Regions from separate parts of the Hordeum vulgare genome. Here region 2 is linked to region 1. The links are chromatin contacts, called in public HiChIP or PLAC-seq maps. All regions are on one chromosome and are shown on one strand. The core of a region is the stretch at or near the end of the contact, and the rest is flanking DNA. Distances in the headings are between cores, read along the strand shown.

Region 1 (3,673 bases), core at 393-2,892:
TCAAGGATTTCTTCATCTACGGGCACTACGCGAGTACAGGCGAGTCGTCGTCCGACGTGGTGTGCGTACCCGACATGGACCAGGGGACGCTGATCACCAGCATCCGCCGCCGGAGCCAAACATTCGTCTACGTCGAGACGACGGAGCCACTAGCCGCTTACAAGGCCACGTCTAATTAGCTCTTGTGTTTGTTCATGATGGTTTACGTATGAAGCATAAGAGCATCTACAACGGTATTTAGCAAATATGACTCTTTAAACGTTCGCAGACGCGTTCGTTTAGTAACTGGACGTGTCCCTTATTTATGCAATCATTTTTTTTATATGTCCGATCACTTGCATTTGATTGATGAAAAGAATATGATATAAATAAAAAACAATGAATAAAGAGAAAGAAAAGGACCATTACCTGCATACTCGACCAATAAAAAGACACACGAAGCGTCCACCCAAATCCAAAGGATCCAAAATGACACCGCCTATTAGATCCAATACCCCTACATTGACGGGAGATTCAGATTAAACTTATTAGCCACCACGGCCACCAAAACGAGAGTGGGATACATGTAAAACCAAAAACCTAACAAAAGCAGATAGACTACTACATGCACGTGGAATAAGGTCCTGAGATTATAACATCTGTTTCGCCGTCGTTGGAGCACCTGATGGAGGGAAAGAAAACCCGATGATATCGGAGTTCGGGGAGCTTGCAGCCTCCACTCGTGGGTTGAAGATGGTGGCTAGGTTTTCACATGGTTGGGTGTATAGCTGGCCAAACAGGTTGGGCTAAACAGACCGGCGCGCGAGCCCGTCGGCACGGCCCGTCATGGGCCAGGCACGACACGACTTAAATGGGCCCGTGCCAGACACGACACAACCCGTTTATTATATATATATTTTTAGATTTTTTTAAATGTATATACATAATATATGGTCCAATAGCCTAAAAAATAAGCCATTAGGTTAAAAATATGCAGACCAGCGTGCTAAGCGGGCCAACATGTCGGCCCGTTTAATAACCGGCCCGTGCCTCGGCCTGAAGGCGCAGCCCACGGGCTGACACGACACGGCCTGCTTAGTAAACGTGCCGGTGTTGGCCGTGCCGTGTTGGACCTGTTTACAACGGGCCGGACCGTGCTGGCCCGTTTGGTCATAGGTATGGTTGGATGCAAAACGGGGAAAGCATCCATACTTTTTTTTAATGCATGGTACTTATTGGAGCTCTCACCTTATTGAGTTAGTTGAAGATGAGGCCAACCTTAAAAACACACACACACAAGACACATGGAAGCCGTGACTGGCGCTGCGCCTATGTTGCACACCTGTCCTGCCGCGGCACCACCTGAGCCGCCACCTGTGCCGTGAGCCCGTTGGCAACGAGACCTGCGTGTCTGCGCAGAGGATCCCGCGCCGTCCCCTCGATGAACGCCAAGCAGCAACCCCAGCCGTCGGATCTGGGGCTCAGCGCACTCTGAACGGCTGATGTCCCTCCCTCCTCCCTCCCCATCCCCGGACAGCAGCAGATGACGCCGCACCGGCCTCGCCTCGACAGTCACTCCCCGTCCCCGTCCCCGTCCCCCGGCACCGCACTCTCCCCCATTTAAACCCCTCCGTCTCCGGCCACCCCCCCCCCCCCCCCACCGGCACCCACCCACCCTCGGGAGCATCGACCGCCCTCCGTCCAGGCGAGGCCGCCAGGGTTTCCTCCTCTCCCCTCCCCTCCCGGGGCCGCCGCAGGTACGGTCCGGCAGTGCCGCTCCCCCCCCCTCCAACACATTTTTTTTCGGGTTCGTACCCCGTACGCCGTAGATCCCCCCTTCGCGGCGCATCCAGGCCCGCTCTCCATCCCTTCCGCCCAAGCGCGGCGCATCGAGAGTTTCCTTTCACCGCCGTCGTCGTCCTTCTCCTCGCCCCGCCGGGCTGGCGCGGGCTCCGGCGCGGGCCTACCCGGGCCTGACGGGTTCGTTCTGTTGGCGAAGAACCCTAGAAAGGTTTATTCCCCCCCGAAAAGGGTTTGGGATTTTTTTTCAACCTGAAGACGGTGGGAGTGGCTCCTACTGTCAAAAGTTTGGGTTGGATCTTCCCGTTTGCTAGGATAATACGGCAGGAGTGGCGAACGTTCCCCTTGTTAGATCCTCCCCCTCTGTAGTGTAGGCACTACTGCTCGCGTTGTATCGATGGGATTCAGATCGTTGGGCCACATTGGTGGGGGGATCTGTCTCTAGCTGTTTTGACAAGCGTCCATTGGCTTCCAATGCACCTCCTCAGTTCGCGAGCGGTGATGATGATTGTGTTTGGTGTTAGGGGTATCTGACATCATTGTTTTCCGCTTATGTACCGGCGTTGGAGCAAATCAGCCTAGGGTTTCTTTTTTATTTGCGCAATCGGTTAATAGTGGTTTTGTGCTACGTAGCGCACCGTGAGGATGGGAGGATATCTGTTTGTAGTTGCTTGGACAAATGATGTTGAATGGCTTGGAAAGCACGCCGTCTGTTCCCGAACGGTAATGATTGTGAGCTGGGGGTGTCAACACAGTGATTTGTTTGGTGCTAGTGTTTCCGACACCATTGTTTTCCTCTTACGTACCGGCGTTGGAGTAAGTCAGGGTAGGGTTTATTTTTATTTGTGCAATCGGTTAATAGTCGTTTTGTGTTTGTTAGTGCACTGTAAGCCATCTGTTCGCGGACGGTAATGATTGTGAGCCAGTGTGGTCAACACTGTTTGGTGTTAGGGTGGCAGACATCATCGTTTTCTACTTATGTAGCGGCGTTGGAGTAAGTTAGGGTAGGGTTTCTTTTCATTTGTGAAATCTGTTACTAGACATTTTGTGCTACTTACGTCACTGTACGCCACATGCTTCATTTGTTTACCTGCTGGGATTGAGGTATTCACCTTTTCGAGAAAACGCTGCACACGTGCGTGTGTACATGTGCCACGTGTATCATTTCCATAACCCGATTTCCAGTATTTAATGCTGTACCGTATATGGCATTTTATGTTGCCTTTTAAAATTAAAATTATCAATATCTAATCTGTTGTTTTATGACGGCGTTGTGAATCGTGGTACTTGACAGGGTTAACTGCCTGTGCTTGCGTAATGGAAGATCCATCAAGCGATAGTGGGCAATCAACAAACGGCGCTGAGCCTGAGCTGGACCCCATGGAATTGTATGACAATGAAGAGAGCAGATCCCATACTGTGGATGATTCAAATGGACAGTCTTCTATGGATGTTGACAGAAAACAGCTTTCTGTGGATGCTGATATGAATGGGAAACCATCCTTGGATGGTGATGGTAAGGGAAAGTACTCCGAGTCACATGCAGAAGTTCCAATTGACATGAGCTTGGGAAGCCTAGAGAGGTTCTGCAAGGAAGCATCAAGGTCATTTTTTGATGAGGTTGGTCTGATTAGCCATCAGATAAATTCCTACAACGAGTTTGTCTCGCATGGGCTCCAGGAGCTATTTGATTCGCTTGGAGAAGTGACTGTCGAGCCAGGTTATGATTCCTCAAAGAAAGGAACTGTTGGTGGTTGGAGGCGTGCCGTCATCAGGTTTGGCAGAGTGAAACTGGAAAAGCCTGTATTTTGGTCTGGCAAAGATGATATTGATGAGGAGTCACTTAAGCTGAAGCCTAGACATGCTCGCCTCCAAAATATGACATATTCCTCCA
Region 2 (3,673 bases), core at 511-3,010, 170 kb before region 1:
CTCCGACCTCATGTTCAGCCTTGAGCTCCCGGCCGCCCGGACAAGGCAATGACAAGAGATTAACAACGGCTGGTGGTTGCTGTGTTCGTAGTGGTGGCTGCACTCGTGTCATCTATGGTGGTGGTGGCAGTGCATCTTTTCTTTTCTTCGGCATGGACAGCACACCCACTTGTTTCTAGAGGAGCTTTGTGCCTTTGTGCATCCAAACTCCACTCTTTTGTAACGACCTACCCGCGTGTCAATAATGATCTGAACACTTTTATATTTCTTTACAGAACAAGTACTAAATCAATTAATCAAAACATGGATGCATCCGTTTAGCCGGTTTGTTCTACGCGCCGAACCGTCCAAGAGAACCCCTTAGGCGAGCCAATTTGTGGCGCCATAGCGAGCCGTGTTGTGCGACTACTAAAACCAAGCTCACAACCTTACCACTTGCACTACTAAGTGTTAGTGATCAAATAGGCAGCGCACACTTTTAAGAACTAAATACAACGGCTGATCCAAAGTTTTTCAAGAAACATCAACAAATTCTTGGACGAATGTGAATATTTTTTTAATAAAACGTGAAAATGTATGAGTACGTAAACTCAAAAAAAATATATTTAACGTGAACATTTTTCTCATAAAAAGTGACCAATTTTGAATTCTCTTATTTTTAAGCAGTGAATTTAAAATGCGCACTTAACATTTTCTTAGTATGTTCTGAACACACTATTTGTTTTTTTAATATAAACTTTAGGTTTTTGTACATTTTCTGCGATATAAATAAAATTTAGGTTTCTGTTTTCATTGTAAATTGTAAAAAAAATCAGAAAAAGGAGAAAATAAAAATCAAATCAGGACCCCCCCCCCCCCCAAAAAAAAAGGTAAAAAAAATCGAAAAAAACCTAGTTGAGGGAACTTAAAAAACTGGTTTCTTGCTCGAAAGGAGACGGCCCATGTCGCGTCTCTCGCTCGCTTTGCTTCAGCAAAGCTGCGATTATTCGATGCATATGGGTGTGTACTGTGTAATAGTGCCAACCGTCTATCTCACTTATAGCGAGATGAATTGTCCGCTCGCATGAAGGGTTTCCTCCTTGTGTAGTTACTGGACCAGCCTATTGTTGTCTTTATTTTTTGCTGTTTGATCAATCCAGGTCCAGGATGCGGGTTCTTGTTCGATTGCTCATTCATTCTGGCTTGTTTATTCATTTTTTATTTTTTATTTTCGATTTACTCTGCTTCTTTATCGGTTATCTCCACTTTGTTGCCTTTTCATTGATTTTCTTTAGTGTGTTTTTTCTTCGGTTGTATTTATTTCTTGACGGTTTCCCCTGTGGTTTTTTCTTTCTATTTTCTTGTTTTATTTTGTGGTTGTTTCTTTCTCGGTTTTCATGAATTTTTATTTTACTTAACACATAATTATCATTTTACTATATTCGTTTGATATTTAGTTATTTCCATATACACTGTACATTGCTTTCTATACGTCATAATTATTTTCTTTTATACATATACATCTTGGGAATACATGTTTAACATTTTTAATTTCCTTTATGTAATGTGATTTTTTATAGCTATATTAGAATATAATAAAAAATAAATGAAGTAAGAAACTTTATTTAGCAAAAATATGAAGAGAAAATAGAAGATGATAAAAGCGCTAGTGGCCTGTGGCCCCTGCTGTGGGCCGGGCCATTCTTGACGGCTGCTTTTAGCGAGGCTTCGCTACGTCTCATTATAAACAAGACATAGGCCCAGTTCTTTTGAGCAGATTCTAGTCCCTGGAACCAAAAACGACCCGTTTTCCCTCTGGCCTCGCTGCGCTCCCCTCCCGCCTCACCTCGCCGCCCATCTCGCCGTCGCTGCCGGCCAAGCCGTCGCCGCCCCCGCTGGCCATCTTGGCTCCTCAGGCCGGCCCCGCCCCGCCCCGTCAATCCCTCCCCACCCTGCCGTCAACCCCGCCCCGCCCCATAGTTCGCCCTGCCCCGCGGCTAGGGTTACGGCGCCGCCGCCGGCCAGGCCAGGCCCCGCCCCGCCTCCCTCCTCAAATCCGCCCCACCCTGCAGTTTGCCCCCTGCTGGCCAGTTTCGACGCTCACGGTGAGCTTCTTTTTCCCATCTCTGTTTCTTCCCTCTTCATTTTGTCTGCTGTTGCTCATAGATAAAATAGCTATTTGTTAGATGGATGGATGGATTGATGCTTGAATTTGCTAGATGTTTCCTGCTGTCCGTCCAACATGTCCTCTAAGCAATATGCGAGGCTTACCCACGGCCCTATAACCAATTCAACTATTCTACTTTGTTGTCCACTACATGAAAATAATTTTGTTTGACCATTGTTTCACATTATATCAGCACATATATTACTCAATATTTATTACTTTTTTGCTTAAAAACCGACAATCGAACCGGTGAATCGGCGGTCTGACCAGTAAAAACCTGACCGACAACCTTTTCGGTTCGATTTCCGGTTCGGTTTTATAAACTATGCGTGAATGTCCTCCGTAAAGGTTAACCTCGAGTTAGTTGATCTCCATTTTAATATTTTTGTTTTTGCAATAGTCGAACAAGCATTTGGGCTTAGTCAGGCTGCTTTCCGAGTACATTGTGGGCCGTCCGGGCTTCTTTTTTACATTACAGGGTCTTTCGCAGAACCATGCCTGAGTAGCATTTGCCCCCACCCAGGCAGAGCACACGCTAGCTGCCTAACCCTTCTCTTCCAGCTGCCGTCCGCCGTCGAGTCCGCGGTTCTTGTCTCCCGCGGCCGTCCGCCAGCTCCGTAGAGCTCGCATCTTCCGAGGGATAGCAGGGTGGCGGCAGGGATGACGGAGGAGGTTCATCTGGGCCTCCCTGGGCCCTGGGCGGAGGACTACCGGGAGAAGGCCGACCACTACACCACCAAGATCGGCGGGGTCCCTGTATGTCATTGCTAACTTGATGTTTTCTTCTCCATCTCTTCTTTAATTTCGTTTTTGGCTCACGAACCACTATCTCTGCTCCTTCTCTTGGGAAGTTGGAAATAAGCTCTCTAAAGGTGGAACAATTTTCCCAAGGGGAGGCTTTTGCCGGCTCCTGTTTGAGTAATTTTTATGGACCTTCTGCAGGATTGGCCAGCCGAGGATTTGGGGACTGAAGCTAAATTGCTCCAATGCAAACTGTGTGGAACCAGGCTCTGCCTTGTTGCTCAGGCGAGTTTTTTCCTTTACTAAATAAATTGGCTAAGAATGTTAAAGAGCTGAAGCATGTTCTGATAGACGTCCATACAAGGGAATGGAATACTGTATGAATTTATCATCTTTGTACCTATGTTACAGACTTACAGTGCCCTAAATTGTTGTTGGGTACTAGCTTCTTTCAATGATGGTAGCCAACACCTCTGTCTCAGCACTACGAGCTTTGCTGTGTTTTTCTCATATTTGTGTAGTAACTTCAGGTTTATGCTCCTCTTGCGAAGCTTAACGTTGAAGAGAGGACACTGTATGTGCTTGTTTGCCCGACCCCAAAATGCAGCCCTAACCCCCAAAGGCAAGTGGTTTGGTACAGTTACATGTTATTCAGATCTTCAGTATGATTTGAAGTTAAGAGTTTGTCTAACTTTTGATTTTATTCGATTCTTAAAGTTGGAAGGTCCTAAGGGTTCAGAAGTGCCATAGTGGTATGCAATCAAATGATAATGGATACGGGTCAGT

What was found. HiChIP or PLAC-seq counts read pairs in DNA pulled down with a chosen protein or histone mark.
Region 2: an H3K4me3 HiChIP or PLAC-seq map of embryo shows a contact between it and region 1, with 7 times the contacts expected there. The contact joins the promoter of LOC123428207 here to the promoter of LOC123428203 in region 1. A contact is called at or near these places in 1 of 6 Hi-C or Micro-C datasets (seedling) and 1 of 1 datasets of contacts at active chromatin or transcription factors (embryo).

Annotation. Positions count from the first base shown.
Region 1 is chr2H:639,259,110-639,262,782 of MorexV3_pseudomolecules_assembly, reverse strand. LOC123428203 (DNA-directed RNA polymerases IV and V subunit 2-like) reads left to right here and starts at 1,642. Exons shown (of 8, transcript XM_045112386.1): 1 at 1,642-1,736; 2 at 3,074-3,673. The coding sequence starts at 3,097.
Region 2 is chr2H:639,433,974-639,437,646 of MorexV3_pseudomolecules_assembly, reverse strand. LOC123428207 (programmed cell death protein 2-like) reads left to right here and starts at 1,760. Exons shown (of 8, transcript XM_045112388.1): 1 at 1,760-2,084; 2 at 2,670-2,902; 3 at 3,089-3,172; 4 at 3,418-3,509; 5 at 3,605-3,673. The coding sequence starts at 2,807.